2 separate regions of the Canis lupus genome follow, and region 2 is linked to region 1. Evidence: chromatin contacts called from public Hi-C data. All regions are on one chromosome and are shown on one strand. Each heading gives the region's core, a stretch centred on a gene start, on an enhancer-like site or on the middle of the called end of the contact. The rest is flanking DNA. Distances are from core to core; before and after follow the strand shown.

The links. A called contact is a pair of places that touch in the nucleus more often than the background predicts.
Region 2: a Hi-C map of blood shows a contact between it and region 1, with 2.3 times the contacts expected there. The contact joins two enhancer-like sites. A contact is called at or near these places in 4 of 9 Hi-C or Micro-C datasets (blood and liver).

Annotation. Positions count from the first base shown.
Region 1 is chr20:12,870,985-12,874,746 of UU_Cfam_GSD_1.0, reverse strand. The region is part of intron 51 of ITPR1 (inositol 1,4,5-trisphosphate receptor type 1); the gene reads left to right. Among named protein-coding and RNA genes, the nearest start is that of BHLHE40, 150 kb to the right of the region's middle. Within about 2 kb of position 1,781, at least 2 of the 20 cell types and tissues checked have an H3K27ac peak or open chromatin away from gene starts, as enhancers often do. A contact at or near this core is called in blood, where this site is marked.
Region 2 is chr20:12,934,691-12,938,452 of UU_Cfam_GSD_1.0, reverse strand. All of the region lies in intron 39 of ITPR1 (inositol 1,4,5-trisphosphate receptor type 1), which reads left to right. Among named protein-coding and RNA genes, the nearest start is that of ITPR1, 200 kb to the left of the region's middle. Within about 2 kb of position 2,057, at least 11 of the 20 cell types and tissues checked have an H3K27ac peak or open chromatin away from gene starts, as enhancers often do. A contact at or near this core is called in blood, where this site is marked.

The DNA.
Region 1 (3,762 bases), core at 532-3,031:
AGGTGAGATAGCTTATCGTCTCTCTTACTGAGGCGCTGTCTTCAGCCAGGCACAATGGGAAGACCTCAGCCCCAAGAAATGGGGGGATCTCACTCCCATTCCACCTCTGCCACCCACTGACTGTGTGACCCTGAGCAGATGACTTCACTGTTCCCAGACCCTTCCTTACCTGGAAAGTGGGGGATTAAGATGGGTGGATTGTGGAGTAGCCATGTCATCATTCCAAGATTTGTGTTGCATTGCAGCTAATACCTTCGCTTATTTAGTCCACCTTTGTTTCAGAAACAGTTTTCGTTTCAGTAAAGCGTAAACGCAGCTATAGTTGTCAACTGAAAGATTTTAATTGGCTTCAAAGCTATCTGCTGGTAAGAGAGAAATTGAAAACAGTAACTGAATTAAACATGATATGCATATGGGAGGAGAAATGTACTCATTAGAAGTGCAATTAAAATGAAATATGTTTTCCCCTCTAAGTAGCTTATTTCTCTTCTAATAAATGTGCAGGGGGGAAAAGCTCTGCTTTATTCATGAAAGTGCCTTCCCCTTTCCTGAAAGCATCTTAGAATCACCTGCACTTTGGTGCCTCTGTAGCCAGGCCTCAGATAGAAAGTCAAGTCTGAGAGTGATGTCACTTAGTGATTGCTTCTGCAGGTGCTAAGATACTCAGTTCCTCTGCTCTCCTGAAGCCCCCTTCCTTCCCTGCGCCTCACAGAACATGCACATTAAAAAAAATACAAACACATACACATGCACACATGCACACCCCCTCCATGCACTCACATCCTCCCTCACCTGTGCCTCCCTGACCCCTTGTCCTCAATTTCCCAGCCCCAGTGAAGTGAAAACTCTGGGCCAAGAAAACGGGAATATAGTGAAAGAGGAAATTGAGGCAGAGTTGCATATGCTGACATTTTCCTGCTTGGGATTTTCCCTCATGGTTATCACACCCGTCCAAATAGAGCTCCCCAGCTCTATTCTGTTTTTTATATACACAGAGTCCAGGTCCCCCGGCAAGGCCCAGTTCCCTCAGAAGAACAGACACAGAGGCTAGGAAAGAGGGTTACCAAGCGATGCCCTGGTGTAGTTCATTAGGCTGACCTGCCTCCCTGGGGTCATGGCACCCTATCTTCTGGCTGTGATGTAGCCAGTATATCAATCCAGCCAACTTGTACCCCTAATAGTAGAAGACATGCTACAAATAGTACAGTGGGGGATTCAACATCTGGAAGCTATGATTCCATCCTGTGTGAACCTACCATCTGATGGGGGCCGACAACACAGACATATTTTTAAGTGGTTGTAATTGAGGCAACTGACAAGGAGCAGGGCCGTAATCAAGCAGTGACACATTGTGGAAATGTGGGAAAGGCAGGCTTCTGAGGAAAGGTGGGATCTGAGCAACATCTGGAAGGATAGATAGGATTTGGATAAACACAGGCCTAAGAGTTAGGGGACAGGGAAGGTGTATTATTTCCCACTGCTACTCTAACAAGTTACCGCAGACTTGGAAGGCTTAGGGCAACGTACATCTACTACCTCAGAGCTCCAGAGGCCAGAACTATACAAAGGCTCTCACTGGGCTACAGTCAGGGCGTCAGCAGGATACCTTCTAGAGGCTCTAGCTTTGTTGTCTAGCTTCTAGGGGCTTCCTGCATTCATTGGCTCTGAGCTTCTTCCTCCATCTGCAAAGCCAGCCGTGACCAGGAGAGCCTTTCTCACGCTGCATGACTCTGCCTCTGACTGTCCCACACCCTTCTTTCACTTTTAAGGGTGTTTGTGATTATGTTGGGCCTGCTGGGCAATTCAAGATAACTTCCCCATTTCCAGATCCTTAACTGTATCACATCTGTGAAGTCCCTTTGCCTACAAAAGGTAACATATTCATTGATTCCGAAAATTAGGATGTGGATGTCTTAGTGGTGGTGGTGGTTGGGCGGGGGGGGGGGGGGGGGGGGGGGGGGGGGGGGGGGGGCGGAATTACTATTTTCCCACCATGCAGGGTATGTAAGTTGCATTATCTTGCTGTATAACAAATGACCTCAAAACTTAGTGGCTTCAAACAGTAAATATTTATGTCCTCACAGTTTCTCAAGGCCTGGAGTTTGGGAGTGCCTTAGCTGGGTGTTTCTGACTCAGGGTTTTTCATGAGGCTGCTGTCAAGTTGGCAGCTAGGGCCGCCTCACCTGAAGGCTGAGTAGACCCTGAGGATCCACTTCTCTGCTCACTCACGGGGCTGCTGGTAGGAGGATTCACTTCTTCTCCACATGAACCTCTCCATAGAGCTGCTTGAGTTCCACACAGCATGGAGGGTGGATTCCTCATAGTAGATGACTGAAGAGAGGGCGAGTATGCACGTGCAAGGAGGAAGATGCAGGGCCTTTTAGGACCAAGTGTCAGCACGCCATCGCTTCTGTATTCTCCTAGAAGCAGTGCTAAGTCCAGCCCACACAGGAGAAAGGATCTGAGCTGCATTCCTCAAAGAGGAGAGCATCAAAGTCTTCGTGGACATAAATTTAAATGGCCATGGGGACAGTGCACAGAGGCTGGAGGTGCAGCATGTGTTCAGGGAGCCACCCCGAGGCTGGGATGTAAAGGGGGGCCTATTTGGGCAAGGGATATGGGAGAAGAGTGTGGAGAGTTAGACGGGGACATGGGAAATAGAAGACACGTCAAGGTTGGTCTTTAAGTATTTTTTTTGCACCTGGATAGATACTCAGTTGATTTAAAGGACTGAATATTTGTCCATCATATTCAGAATGACACCACAATGTAAGTGTTTTAGCTTTATAAATGATTTATTTGCGACTGTATGCCATACTTGACGGCCATTTATCACAATTATATGAAAGCATTCTACAGTAGCTACTCTTACATACGATATTGAGAACCTCCTTGAAGAGAATTTTGGCTTCCATAGACCATTATTGAGCTTTCCCATTGCCTGTTTTTTTTTTTTTTCTCACCTCATATGAGCCTTTTATACTTACACTAATGTGGAGAAGGTATTATAAATTCCCATTTACCTACCACTCAGCTTCAATCATTATCAACCCTTTGCCACTCTTGCCACCTATCTCTTCTGGAGCTTCCATATCCAGATCAGAAATGGGCTTCAGTCCCAAAAGAAACACCAGTAGCTATTGTCTCCAGAGCACTTGATTTCTCATCTTAAATTTGTCTTGGCAATTAACTTTAAAAAAAAAAAAGTTAATTGTTACTGGAGGTTGACTGAATCCTGGTCAGCTCCTCTACTGATTGGTGATATGAGCCACTTACCTTTATCCTTGTCTGATCCCAGAGGATCACTGACCCAGGTGATGAGATCTCCTCCACAGCTTCCACCCCCTGCTGGGCCTCAGTTTCCCTCATTTATAAAACAAGAGATTTTAAATTAGATGGTGCTTGTAGCTCTAAAACTCTACTCTTTGGAAACATTTCCTGGTTCCAACTGCAAACATGAAATGAGCAATTATTAAATTACCCAGGGCTCTGTTTAATTGTGGCATATCTTTATTTTGGAGAGAAGCTTTCAAAGATTTGGCTGCTGCTCTAGGCATCATTATAGAGCCATTGAATGTGTCATTGGCTGCTGTCCTAAAGTTAAATGATGACTTCATTGGGAAAGACAAACACACTATAGAGACCCACTCTCCCATACTCCATACTTCTTTGGAGGGAGATAATGTTGAATGAGATATCTTTTGGAAACTCTGCTTCTAGCATGGAGACTGAAATTATTGCTACCACATCTATTTTTGAGCA
Region 2 (3,762 bases), core at 808-3,307, 63 kb before region 1:
CTGATTTGAACTTTTCCTCTGAAATACTGAAGTTGTGTTTCTATTTGCTTAAGTACAAATGAAGTCGGGAAAGGAACACCTTCGCTAATCGGAGTCTGCAATGTTATTAATATACTGTTTTGCGCCATAGTAATCAGTTGATGTGTTTGCTTGCTCAAGATAGAACTTGGGTCTCCTGGCTGGGAGTTTATTGCTTGCTTATGGAAAGATTCCACAGTTGGAGCAGGTGTGTTTATAATTATACTCTAGGAAATAGAATACTGTCTGTTTATAAAAGAAGAATGTTCTGGCAGCCACTTGGATTCTTTGAAAATTCCCTGAGGAAGCAACTGCGGATCCCCTCTTCGTTGTTGCCCCTGGCAACCGTCAGAACCCTGGGACACCAGCACTATGTCCCCAGTCCCGCAGGCTGTTGGATCTGGTCCTCTAAACAGAGATGGCTGATTGGCCTTTTTCATCAATGGCTGTTCTAGAAACTAAGCAGCTCCTGTGTTTTCTCCTCTTACCAAGCTTTTTGTCAGTGTATGCTGGTGGAAACCTGCAGTCCACAGCTGGAGTTTCAGCAGAAGTTTAATGAGAGTTCTTGCTGGCTCAGGATACAGGCAAAGCCTCACACCTAGCTTGCAAACCAGTGTTCAATTCTAAACATTGTGGGGAATCACCCCTGAAATAGTGTGAGGCATATATGGTGATCCCGTGAAACCCTGATTGGGGGAGGACCACTGCCTTTTGATGATAGAGGCCACTTGGGCATCTCAAGGAAGGAGATGTACTGTGAAAGACTCGTGAAAAAGCATAGTGCCTCCGTGTCTCTTGTCAGTGCTCTGAGAAATCAGGGTGAAATGAGGACAGAGTTCGGAGTCTCTGTAAGGAAAGGTCATGGTATGGAGCCCTCCTAGTTGTCTTCTAGGACAAAATTTCATTTGAAACCAGGAAGAGGAGGGTTTTTTCTTTTTTAATGTTTATAGCTTGATCAATTGCTATATATGTATACACACAAATCAAGATAGGAGATGTTTCCATCATCCCCAGAAGATTCCCATGTACTCACTTCTGGCTTTAAACAGATACCAATTAATGCTAAAGACATCCAATATATGACTAATATTTGAGTGCCTGTTACCTTCCAGGCATGGTGTGAGGGGGTATGAATATGTTGGTGCCTCCAAGTAGACATAGCATTTGCCCTTCTGAAATTCACAGTTTTGTGGAGGAGATGGGCAGCAGTACAAACTAATGTTCAGTGGCAGCTGTCAATCATGAGAATTGCTAGAATGGAGAAGTGCAGGGGGTTGAACACCTATAGTTTGGGAACTTCTGCCCGAACAGGAAAGTCAGGTAACAAGCACCAGGTGGATAGCACCAGCAGGTAATCGTGTGAATCACCTTTCTAAACTGTAAAGTGCTGTGCTCACGGAACAGATGATTTCAATCCAATACTCAAACCTGAGGTGGAAGTGGTAGGCAAAACAGTAATCCACCTCATTTTCATGTATGTGTCTGTTGAAGGGAATGGTATGTTTAGAAAGTATGTGCTCAGTGGGACATGCTGCATTTCTTCATGTCTGAGATATGATCCCCATTTAATCATTGTCACTTGGAACCATGAAATCTCCAGAGCCTCTGGTGTCAGCTAGCAACATGGCCTTCCTGCATTGCAACAGAAAAGCTAGAGTGGCATTCCCACTTGTTCAGGGTGGCTGCAGCCTGCTTAAAGTGAGCCCTCAATTTATCCCACCTTGAGGTGCTTCTGCAAGCAAAGTATGCTACTGATGGAGAATTTTGTAAAATTCAGGGGGAGTGGTGGTGGGGGGGGGGGGGGAAGAAACACAAGAATTATTAAATTTCACCTTCAGGGGGCGTTCTCATGACATCCAACCCAGGCTAGAGGTGTCCTACTTTTTTACATTGCTGTGAACTGCTGGGTTGGGCACCTGCCAACATTCAGGCGGCAGTTACATAAGAGCTGCTTTTTTTCCTGGAATTTAGGCTCACTGCTGATGTGTGACCTTCAGCAGTAATTGCCAATAAATGCAGCGGGGCTGTTTACTGTTAGACACTAGCAACCATAGAGCAAGCAAGCTCCACTCAGAGCGCACAGAAGCTATTGCAGGAGGATTTGGGGGAGTTATGTGTGTGTGCGTTTTGATACTGAGATTATTACACAATGACTGAAATTGTATAGTTTAGTCAAGTTAGAATGTGTTTTTTAAAAATGAATTTTGCTATTAAGTTCCAATGAACGTGTTCTGTAAAGGTGAAACTACATCATTGGGACTAAATTTTTACTTCTTTGTTTCTAAAAACAAATGCCGTTAATAAAGGACATTGTGTTAGCAGATGTGAAAGTTTAAAATTGTTCTGAAATGCTAGATCACATATTTTAACTCAATTTTCTTTAAAGCTTTCTCATCTCTTAAGGTGGGTTTGCAAAGGCTCAGGAAGGATGGGTCCCAGCAAACATATTTGCAAGTGTGTTCACTGTTGGCTGGTTGGTTGATTTCCCTCCTCTGAGGTTTTGAGTGGGTGAAAAGGAACTGGAGGCCGATTCAAGGGTACTGGAGTTCATATGTTCCCTTTGATGTGCTGAATATGAGGGCTATAACATATTTGCATTTCTTGAACTGTATTCAGCTTCTGCTGGGGATGGTCCATGGAAGGAGACTTCATCTTTCAAAAGAAAATTCTAGAAGCTCATGGTTAATGGAATGATTTATGTTGATGGCAGCAGAAGACAAAAGGTGTTTTTGTTTGTTTTTGGTTTTTTTACAAGGCTGTGGTCTGTGCTAGCCTGTTGGAGGCATACATGAAGTGTACGTAGGTATGTGAGTGGGTGCTGTTGTACATACACCGGAAATAGTAACTCTAGGAAGACTCAGAGCTTTTTTTTTTTTTTTAAGATGAGAAGGTATGGTTTCCTTTGTTTATAGTAAAAATTCATCCTTCAATAAAATGTTAGGTATGTTAGATATTACAAACAAGTGTGTCAGTTTCTTACAAACACATACCTGGCTACTATTAAAATACCATAGTTTTGGTGCCTTAATTTGTGGCTGCTTGGGATTCAGTGACTTGAGATTCATTTTGATTTTTTTTTTAAAGAATTTATCTATTCATTAGAGACAGAGAGCAGAGACATAGGCAGAGGGAGAGGGAGGCCCCCCATAGGGAGCCTGATGTGCAATTTGATCCCAGGACCCTGGGATCACTACCTGGGCCAAAAGCAGACACTCAACTGTTGAGCCACCCAGGGATCCCTTGAATTTCTATTTCAAAGATAGTCATTTGAAATCTTTTTCCTCTGGTTAGATTTGCTGACCTAATCTAAAAGCCCTGGGAAGACATAAGATCAGTGAAGAAATATGAAAAGGCAATAGAATACAGTCATGAGTTTCTAAGTTCAATAACCACTCTCCATCATTTGCTGGTTTGGGAGACTTTGCCTTGATTGGAGGTATCAGCGCCTGAATATAGTGACTGATCCTGGGACTAGGTAGGGAAAACAAGACTTGTCAAAAATCAGAAATGACCATTTTCTCAAAACATCCCTCTTTAATGTATGGTCATTGAGGATGACCCTTCATGTAAAACAATTTAACTTGATAATAAAAATGTCCTGAGAAAATCACTTCATTCACTTATTAAACATTATGTTCTGGTTTTGGCATTATATATTTATGTAGCTATTATCTTATTTGAACAATGTAGCTAATTATAAATCTGCTTCTGTTTTTCAAAATTGCAGCTTAACTGCATGAAATA